2 separate regions of the Zea mays genome follow, and region 1 is linked to region 2. The links are chromatin contacts, called in public Hi-C maps. All regions are on one chromosome and are shown on one strand. The core of a region is the stretch at or near the end of the contact, and the rest is flanking DNA. Distances in the headings are between cores, read along the strand shown.

Region 1 (4,305 bases), core at 1,598-4,097, 550 kb after region 2:
AACTTGGAGGTTCTTAAGAGATAGGCTTCCGAAAAAGAAGATGCACCTTGTTGATATGATTACTCTATTAATTCTATTAAGCCTTGGGCCAGGATATCCAATCCCAGGGGCCAGGATATCACAGGATGCTCTAAAACAAGAAATTTATACTATAGATTATGATGTTTATATAGTGAAATTTCTTTCTATTAAACGGATGCAGCTCGGCTGCCATCCGCAGCATCCACGTCACCTAAAAAATCACCGCTGCACACGTGTCTCCTGTCGCTTTACCTTGGCGATCCAAGGGATCAGCCGCTGCCATACCTCCCGCTTTGCAGACCTTTATCTGCACGACTGCACCTTCCCAGCTAATTAAAAAAGAAAAGTAAAATATAAAGAAAACGGCAGCCTAGAAGGCTCTCGGCCTCTCGCTTTGAATATTGTGATGGGGACGGGATGATAGAGGGCGGTGGGACGACGGCCCCGACCACGACCAAAAACAAGAAGCGTCGATCGCAGCATGACACGACGAGCCCAGTCGGCTTCTTCTCCATCATCAAGAGCGCGGTCACCTGCAGCAGCAGCAGCAACCGGTCCGTCCACGGCGGTCCTTCGCTGCCACACCAAGCCGCAGCAGCAGCCAGTGGACCTAGCCCCCGTAACGCCACCCGCCGCGCCGGCGGCCACCAGGAACCACCGGGTGTCGTTGCTTCAGGTGTCGGCCTCACCCAGATCCCCCTCCAGATTCACGTTGCTCAAGGCGCCGCTCTCACGTCCAAGGTGTTGTCCACATTTTCACGTTTCTTTCTTCCTTTCTTTCCCTCCTTGCTTTTTGCTTGATGATGCAGCAACCGAACTACACCGATGATGGGAATGGAAAAAAATTGGATCGATTCCTTCTCATCTCCTCTGATTTGGTTAATTGAGTCTTGTCGTTCTTTAGCAGCGCAAGCAAAGGCAGATGATGAAAAAACTGAATCGAATGTGCTACACTCCTGCTGTCTCTGCCACCGTCGAACTCCCGACACTATCGTCTTCTAGAGGTAAACAGACCGTTCTCAGCCTTCAGTTCGCTTTACCATGTTCATTGCTCCCTGCAAGGGTCCCAATCTCTGATTTCTTTCTGGCATAACGATGGTGTTGAGGGCGACAATGACGGCGTATCTGCTCCCACCGATGTCTACCACCCGCCGTTGTCATTTCTGGGCGGTAATCAGATCCTTTCCATGCTTCGTTTCGATTTCTCATGTTCTCCTGCATTTAGTTTTGAATCTTTGCAATGCTCTCTCGATCTACACTGGAATACAATACGATGTCGATCTACACCGGAAAGCACACATGCTTTTTTCTCCCCCTTTTCCCCTCCAACTACACCGGAAGGCACAAATGCTTCTTTGCCTCTTTTTTTAATCACATTAGAAACCCTAAATTTGGTTTCCCCTGAAAAAGAAAATTAACAGAAACTAGGACCGCATAATGTGGACCTGCCTTTGCCTTTACTGATCGCCATGCATCCACTCGCGCGTGCTATTGGGCTTCATGCAGGACATGTTACTTTTGGATGCATTTAGGGAATACATATGTCATTTCATGTTATTGTATTGCTTTCTTAAAGTTTTTTATTCATATTTCAGATGATACTAACAATTATCTTTTATAAATCTTTAGTACGCACTTTCGATGCTCCTATCTTACTTTAACAGACCTATTAAAAGGCATATCAGTATATTAAAGTGCAGTATTACCATAAAAATGTAGATTTCTCCCTAAGCTTTCTTATTTTTTGGCCCCTCTGCAGGACATGTTAATTTTGGGCATTCATGGAATGTCTATCTAATCTAAGCAGCTTATAATCCCAAACAAACATGCCATATAATCTAATTCATCAAGTCCGTCATAGCTTCATATTGAAGAGACCTATCCTTGCCATCAACCAAATTGAACATTCCGGTGTATCCATCAACTCCAACAAAGCTTATCTGAAACAAAACAAAGAATTTCGCGCTCTACAACACTGTCCAGACTATCAGCATCCATTTCTCCACATGTAAGTTAAATTCAACGTGTTTAGTAATTCAATTTTTTTTCGAGATATTTAGATTTCATTATGCTTACACGTTGACTTACATGCCAGCAACATGACAGCTTTGAAATAGACGATAGTCTTCAAACTGTAGACCAAAACCTACAGTCTTTTCAATCACCACCGAAAAGGTACTAAACTGAAAGAATCTTCTCACTTCTCAAATTCATTGGTTTACCTTTCTTTTTGGATTAGGGCTAGGCGCAAATGTTTAAAGTCTGATTGCAGCGAGGATATCTTATTCATTCGATTTGTTGATGCATATACTCTATCACCATCCTTTACTTCAATTGCAAAAAAAATCTATTCAACTTCAAAATAACCTGCTCATCGTACACCGCAGGAAGGATGTTTGAACTTCAGAGATAAGCCTTCGACGCACCACCAGATGTATGTAAATTATGTCTTATTTGGAAAATAGTATCCAAGTATCTTTTGTCTATACATCCTAATATATATATACGTAGACTCAAAGATGCTAAATATGTACTGTTTGTAGCCCGCCACTTTCTATGATGACCGTATATTATGCAATGATCATAATTATCTGGCAGACTGCAACGCTCTGTATACATATATGTATAATATAATGTCCTATCTCTGTGTTTATGGGACAAATAAGTATATAAATTCACGCGCGCTGGCGCGCCATTGGCTAGTTTAAAATATTGGATAGCGGCTGGGGATGTAGCTAGCTAGTTGCAGCGATAAGTCGATAAGACCACGACTGGGCCCGGCCATTCTCGGTAGTTTGCTGCCCCAGTGTCCATTGGGCCAAGTTTCTGGCAGCTTGATCACAGATGAACCAGAAGCCCACATATAGGAACTACACGTAAGGATTAGGCCCGTAAAGCGCACTGCGCCGAGAATTTTCTTTCCGCGCGTGTCATGCTCCAATCATTAACCAGAGAATGAAAGCGCTTTCGATCGGGGCGATTGAAAGCGACAAAGAGAAAGAGAAAAGCATCGGAGCATCGATGCGTCGGTGTATTAGAATTAAAGGTTGGCTCGTAAAAGACTGCAGGCCGGCCGGCCGGCCACTTGGCGTGGCTTCTGCGAAACCTAAGGACTTGTTTGGGACAAAGGGTAATAGAGGGGATTGAGGGGGCTATAATCACTCACTATTTAAAATTAAGTAGTACAAGATTATAGCCCCCTCAATCCACTCCATTAGCTTTAATTCATCTGTATTTGTACCGTGCTGCGCTTCTTCTTCGCCTCCTCCTGGAGGGTGTCGAGAACCCGGACCATCCGCCAACAGCTCCTCTTTTTTTTTTCTGTCAAAGCTAGCTGCTCATTCTGCACTGCAGCCGTCGCGAACGAATCTGCTACGCTACGGGACTAGCTTGCGAAGCTAGGCTATGGTCGGTCAGTGCAAAGAGGTTCGGCGTGAAGTTTTTATTCGATTATGACCTCTGATGGATGGATCTCGATCCCTAGCTCTTTTCCAAGCTCCGTTCCATAATATCATGTGCTCTCCAGAAACAGCTAAACAAAAAACTGTGCTCCGTCGGTGCGGTGTCACTCACTTGCATCTCATGCATGTACCTGTACGTGGTGCTTCTCTCCTATGCCCAGCATCTACTACATGCATGCTACCTATACGTCACTGCATCTCATGCATGTACCTGTACGTCCCAATTTGTTGAAACTAGAAAGTGATTTTTAGCTCTTGCTTCCTACTTGAGCTAGAGTTAGCTGCACTGCACAGCACCTACACGTGGATAGGCTTACTGCTGGCCGATGCCAAATCTAGCAGCCTTTTGATCAGGTACGTACGACTCGCTGCATCTGCATGCATGCATGGCAGAGTGGTTCCACAAAGATCAGGACCTGCATCGCTGCATCTAATGTCAGTATGCCATATGTTCAGTGTCACTGCGTCAAACTGTCAGTTAATTATTATAAAAAATATAATATACCTATACTAGCCAGTAGTACTCCGTATTGTTTTTCAGTATCAGGGCCACTCATGATTTTAGTTTCGCATTTCTATTCTGAAATCATAATATCTATATAGACATATAGTAAGAGTGTGTTTGGGAGCGAGAATACCAGATGACACTAGAGAAGCTAAAATACTCTTGATATTTAATTTTAAATAGAAAGAGGATTTTAGTTTCACTACCGGAATCGCCGGCTTTGCCGAGTGACTGAAGCACTCGGCAAAGCCTTAAAAACACTCGACAAAGGCTTTGCTGAGTGTCGCACTCGGCAAAGAGGGCTCGGCATACAGTGCA
Region 2 (4,284 bases), core at 1,582-4,081:
ATTCACACAATCACACTTGCACAAAACAAAAATATAAAGATAAGTAATATAAAGGATTAGAGCTGTTTGTGCAATGGCTGCCTCATTGAAAACCTTTCTAGGTAAAAACTCACTCCTCGTGAGAAAACCCTAGAAAGGAAAAAAGAGTACAGCCCAGCTCTGATTTAATAAGTTCATGTCTAAGAGTACAGTTTACATCACCAGATGTCCAGATCACTAGAATAGAGTAGGAATAGGAAGAATAGTAGGAGATTACAAAGTGTAGGGCCCTAAGGGTCATCAAGATAAAGTCCTTCAAATGCTTGTTCAAGGTCTTCGTCCTGTGTACAGTGTTGGCCTCTAGCTTCTCCTAGTTCTCAATCTTTCATGCAAAGTAGCATCTCTACCATATAAACAGCTCATATGCAGTCATAGATTCAATAAATAGGCAGTCAAACAGATTCAATAAATATGCGGTCAAACAGACCATATAAACAACTCATATGCAGTCATAGATTGAGTAAACAGATTCAATAAATATGCAGTCAAACACAACTCTAATATGCAGTCATATATTGAGTAAACAGATTCACTAAATATTCACTAAATGAAGATCTAGATCATTGAATATACATTGAGGTATTCACTGATAGTACCTGAGCTCTGGAGAAGGGAGCACCAGATGCTGTCGAAGGTAGCAGGGAGGTGGGAGCACCAGATGCTGTCGGAGGTAGCAGGGAGGTGGGAGCACCGGAGCTGTCGAAGCACGGGATGCGCCGCGCGGCCGCGCCGGTAGGAGGGACCAGGGAGGTTGGACTTGGGAGCACCGGAGCTCTCGAGGAGTGAGCACCGGATGCGCCGCGCCGGTGGGAGGGAACAGGGAGGTGGGAGCACCGAGCACCGGAGCTATGGAGGAGGGAGTACCGGAGTGCGCCGCGCCGGTGGGAGGGAGGAGGGAGGTGGGAGCACCGAGCACCGGAGCTATGGAGGAGGGAGTACCGGAGTGCGCCGCGCCGGTGGGAGGGAGCAGGGAGGTGGGAGCACCGAGCACCGGAGCTATGGAGGACCGGAGCAGGGAGGTGGGAGCACCGAGCACCGGATCGAGGCAGCCGCGCGCTCGCGCACCGTACCGAGAGCACCGGACGCGCACGGGACCAAGAGCATCGGAGGAGCAACGGAGGCAGCCAAGCACGGAGAGCGGGAGAGGAACGCCGCTGCCGAGCACGGAGACGAACGCCGCTGCCGAGCACGGAGACGAACGCCGCCGCCAGAGACCGAGAGCCGGATCTGGGAGCCGCCGCACGGAGAGGAGAGGACGAGGGAGTGAGAGAGCGTTAGGGTTAGGGTTTCACTCACACGGCGACGGGTTCGCTCACACTAAATAAGGCCGTATGCGCGGATCGGCGGATGCGTCCATGCGGTGTGCCGTGCGCCCGTGCGCTATTTGGGCTGGGCCATTTAGAATGTGAGGATACAGGTAGAAGCAGCCCAGATTTTTATTACGTAGCTGCTGTGTGAACGGGCCGGTTTATAGGCCCGGCTTATAACGGGCCGTGCTCGGGCTAGCCCAACGGGCTCAAGTTCCTGTCGAGCCCGGCACGCTCTACGGGCCGGGCTAAGCCCGGGCCCGCTTCACCTCGTGCCGTGTCGGGCTCGTGCCGGGCTAATAAATCGTGCTTCGTGCCGGGCTAACGGGCCACGTGCTTTATGGACATATATACTTAACCCCTCGCAGAGTCGCAGCATCGTCTGCCTGCCTGGCTGGAAAGATGCGCGCTTGTAGGTTGTTGTAGTTGTAGCCCAGCTGCTGCAGCTGGAACCTCTCTGCGTGGAGAAAGAGGTAGCATCGCCCCCCTCTCGGTGCACGCACGCATTCGATTCTCTGGCTTGCGGGGGGCGGAGGATTGGAGTTTGGTATCAGTAGTTTTCAGGCGTTCCCGAGCTTGCCCACGCAGACAGCAGACTGCGCCTTCTCTTCACCTGGCAGGATGTATTTTTTTTTTTTGACGTGAGTGCTTCTGTCACCGGTGCGTTTTCACTTTCACCACCATCAACCAGGACATTTTCCTAATCTAACCGGCTCCTAGTGCGATGCGAACCGACCGAGCTCAAGGCTGAAGGGGTGGATGATGAGGAGGCAGAGGCAGGCAGTGGTGATGAAATGAATTGCCTCCAACCAGCAACATCGATCTTCATCCTCGTGCTGCGCACTGCGCATTAAAATTCGGCCTGGGATTTCGTTCAGCCAGGGTACGGTGGTCGGTAATAAAAAGGGGCCGGCCGGGGCGGGATCGGTCTGGATCGTGGCCATTAAATGTGACGGTTTTTTTTTACTGATGTGCCTCCCTCGCATCGCGCCTGGGCGAGAACACTGTGTAGTAGTACTACGCAACATGCGTACGTGTGGTACGTAAACTGCCAAGAAAGGCCGCTCCTGGTTAAATTAGCCGGGTGCGAAGCAATCTCGGTTTGCTGTAGGCGAGAGCTTTTTACAGGATTGCCGACTTTGCGTTGGTTGGGCGGCAGAAACAAACGAAACAAGGTCCATGGGCTTGGGTCGTCACGCCGCTTGTTGTTGACACGACGCCTCACGGCGCGCCGCGGCTTGTCGTCGTGGCGTGCTTTGAGCCGCTCTTGGATTGGATTTGGATCTCATCAACCCAGCCTAGCTAGGCGTCGTGCTCGTGCACAATCACAAGAAGCGGCGGGCGGGGCCGCGTGGCGTGGATGGTCGTCACGTCACGTCGTCTATCTAGATTCACAGCAAATTAAAGGATCACACCCGAGACCTGATGAGGGCCCACCCCGTCAACCATCCGGCCGGCCGGCCGGGTGACGGTGGCAGTGGCAGGCAGGTGGGGTGTGGCCGTGTCGATCACGCACGCGGCACGCGGCAGGCAGACACCTGTCTGTCTGTCAGCTAGGATTCCAAGCCCCCTCCCACCCTCCCAGTGCGCTAGTGCAGTGCACTGCATCGGTCGTCCAGCGGAGCTAGATCTTGCCGTCGTCGTCGTCTGAAGCGTCGAGCCCAGCGCGCACCCACTGTCTCTCATCAGCCGTGCCACGACGTGCGGAAGACGGCGACGACGATGCCGGATCGGTGCGGGGATCCCCCTTCCTTTTCCTCTGTGTGGGTGTTTTGCATGCTTTGCGTGTCGTACACCACTGCACAGCACCTATACTTACTAATAATAAAACCCTGCGCGGTGCCGTACGCAACCGACCGAGTTGCGGTGGGCTTCGTCTCGATCGTGGATCGGTGCGCGCGCGCTTCTAGGGGACTCTTATCTGTATATACGCCTGCCCATCGTGTAGTAGCCGGAGTCACGTACGGTCCACCGTATTCCACATCCATGTATGCAGATCGTGCTGGTCCTGCATCTATACCAGCCATGCGGCGACGGGGAGGCCACAGCACCAACCGGGGGTTACTTCTTCGAGGCCCTTTGCCGTGCCATATAGTACAACAACGTCAAAGGCCCTGTGTTCTAGTATAGCATAAAAGCAGCAAGCACCTGACTGGGGGGAGGAAAGGGAAACGAGAGCAGTTCAGCGAAAGCACATGCGCGCCGGCACCGCTCGATCGGACGGAGGCACCACAACGACACAACACTCACCCTGGACGGCGTGCGCACGCCGGCCCGCCCACCAGGTTCGCACCGCATATCACACAGTAGCTCGCTCCAAGCACGAGGAGCCGGGCGAAGACAGGTCGCGCTCCAAGGAGTTGCTTCTTTATTTCTTTTAGGGAGACCCAACGAATTGCTACTAGATGCTCAGACGTTGACGTTGGCATCGTTCCATCGGCGGCTTCAATCAGGTATGTCAATATAGTAGAAATACCAGTATATCCTTAGGTCATATCCAAGAAACTAACTCAACGGATCGTTAAGCTAAATTTTAACTACTCAACAGCAAAATAACTCTACAGCAGACTAGCTATATAGCTCGTTAAGCTATCCAACTCTACAAATTGGCTCCCTCACACACCAAACTTGGCTAGCCGCTCCGACTAGTCAAACTAGATAGATAGTCAGTTGGAGTGAGGTGTTATACATAGAGTGTAATATTTACAGAAAGATAAATGAAGAGTCCAATAGAGAGACAGAAATAAAGAGTCCTGTTGGGGGCCTTCGGCTTCCGAAGGTCCTAAAAACATGATTTAACAATGTTTCTGGAGTATAATACATGAGCAGGTACTTTCGGACTTGAACTCTTCGGACTTGAGTCAAAATCACAGTATGAAGAAGCACAAGGGAAACGAATGATGGAACAGAGCCGAAGCTGTGCGCAAGGGAGCTTCGG

What was found. Hi-C and Micro-C count contacts between places; a contact is called where the count stands out from the background.
Region 1: a Hi-C map of ear shows a contact between it and region 2, with 5 times the contacts expected there. The contact joins two enhancer-like sites. A contact is called at or near these places in 3 of 25 Hi-C or Micro-C datasets (bundle sheath, ear and tassel).

Annotation. Positions count from the first base shown.
Region 1 is chr1:97,205,349-97,209,653 of Zm-B73-REFERENCE-NAM-5.0, forward strand. No RefSeq gene overlaps it. Among protein-coding and RNA genes, the nearest start is that of LOC118476028, 200 kb to the left of the region's middle. Within about 2 kb of position 2,848, at least 19 of the 20 cell types and tissues checked have an H3K27ac peak or open chromatin away from gene starts, as enhancers often do. A contact at or near this core is called in bundle sheath, ear and tassel, where this site is marked.
Region 2 is chr1:96,654,565-96,658,848 of Zm-B73-REFERENCE-NAM-5.0, forward strand. No RefSeq gene overlaps it. Among protein-coding and RNA genes, the nearest start is that of LOC103637673, 110 kb to the left of the region's middle. Within about 2 kb of position 2,832, at least 18 of the 20 cell types and tissues checked have an H3K27ac peak or open chromatin away from gene starts, as enhancers often do. A contact at or near this core is called in bundle sheath, ear and tassel, where this site is marked.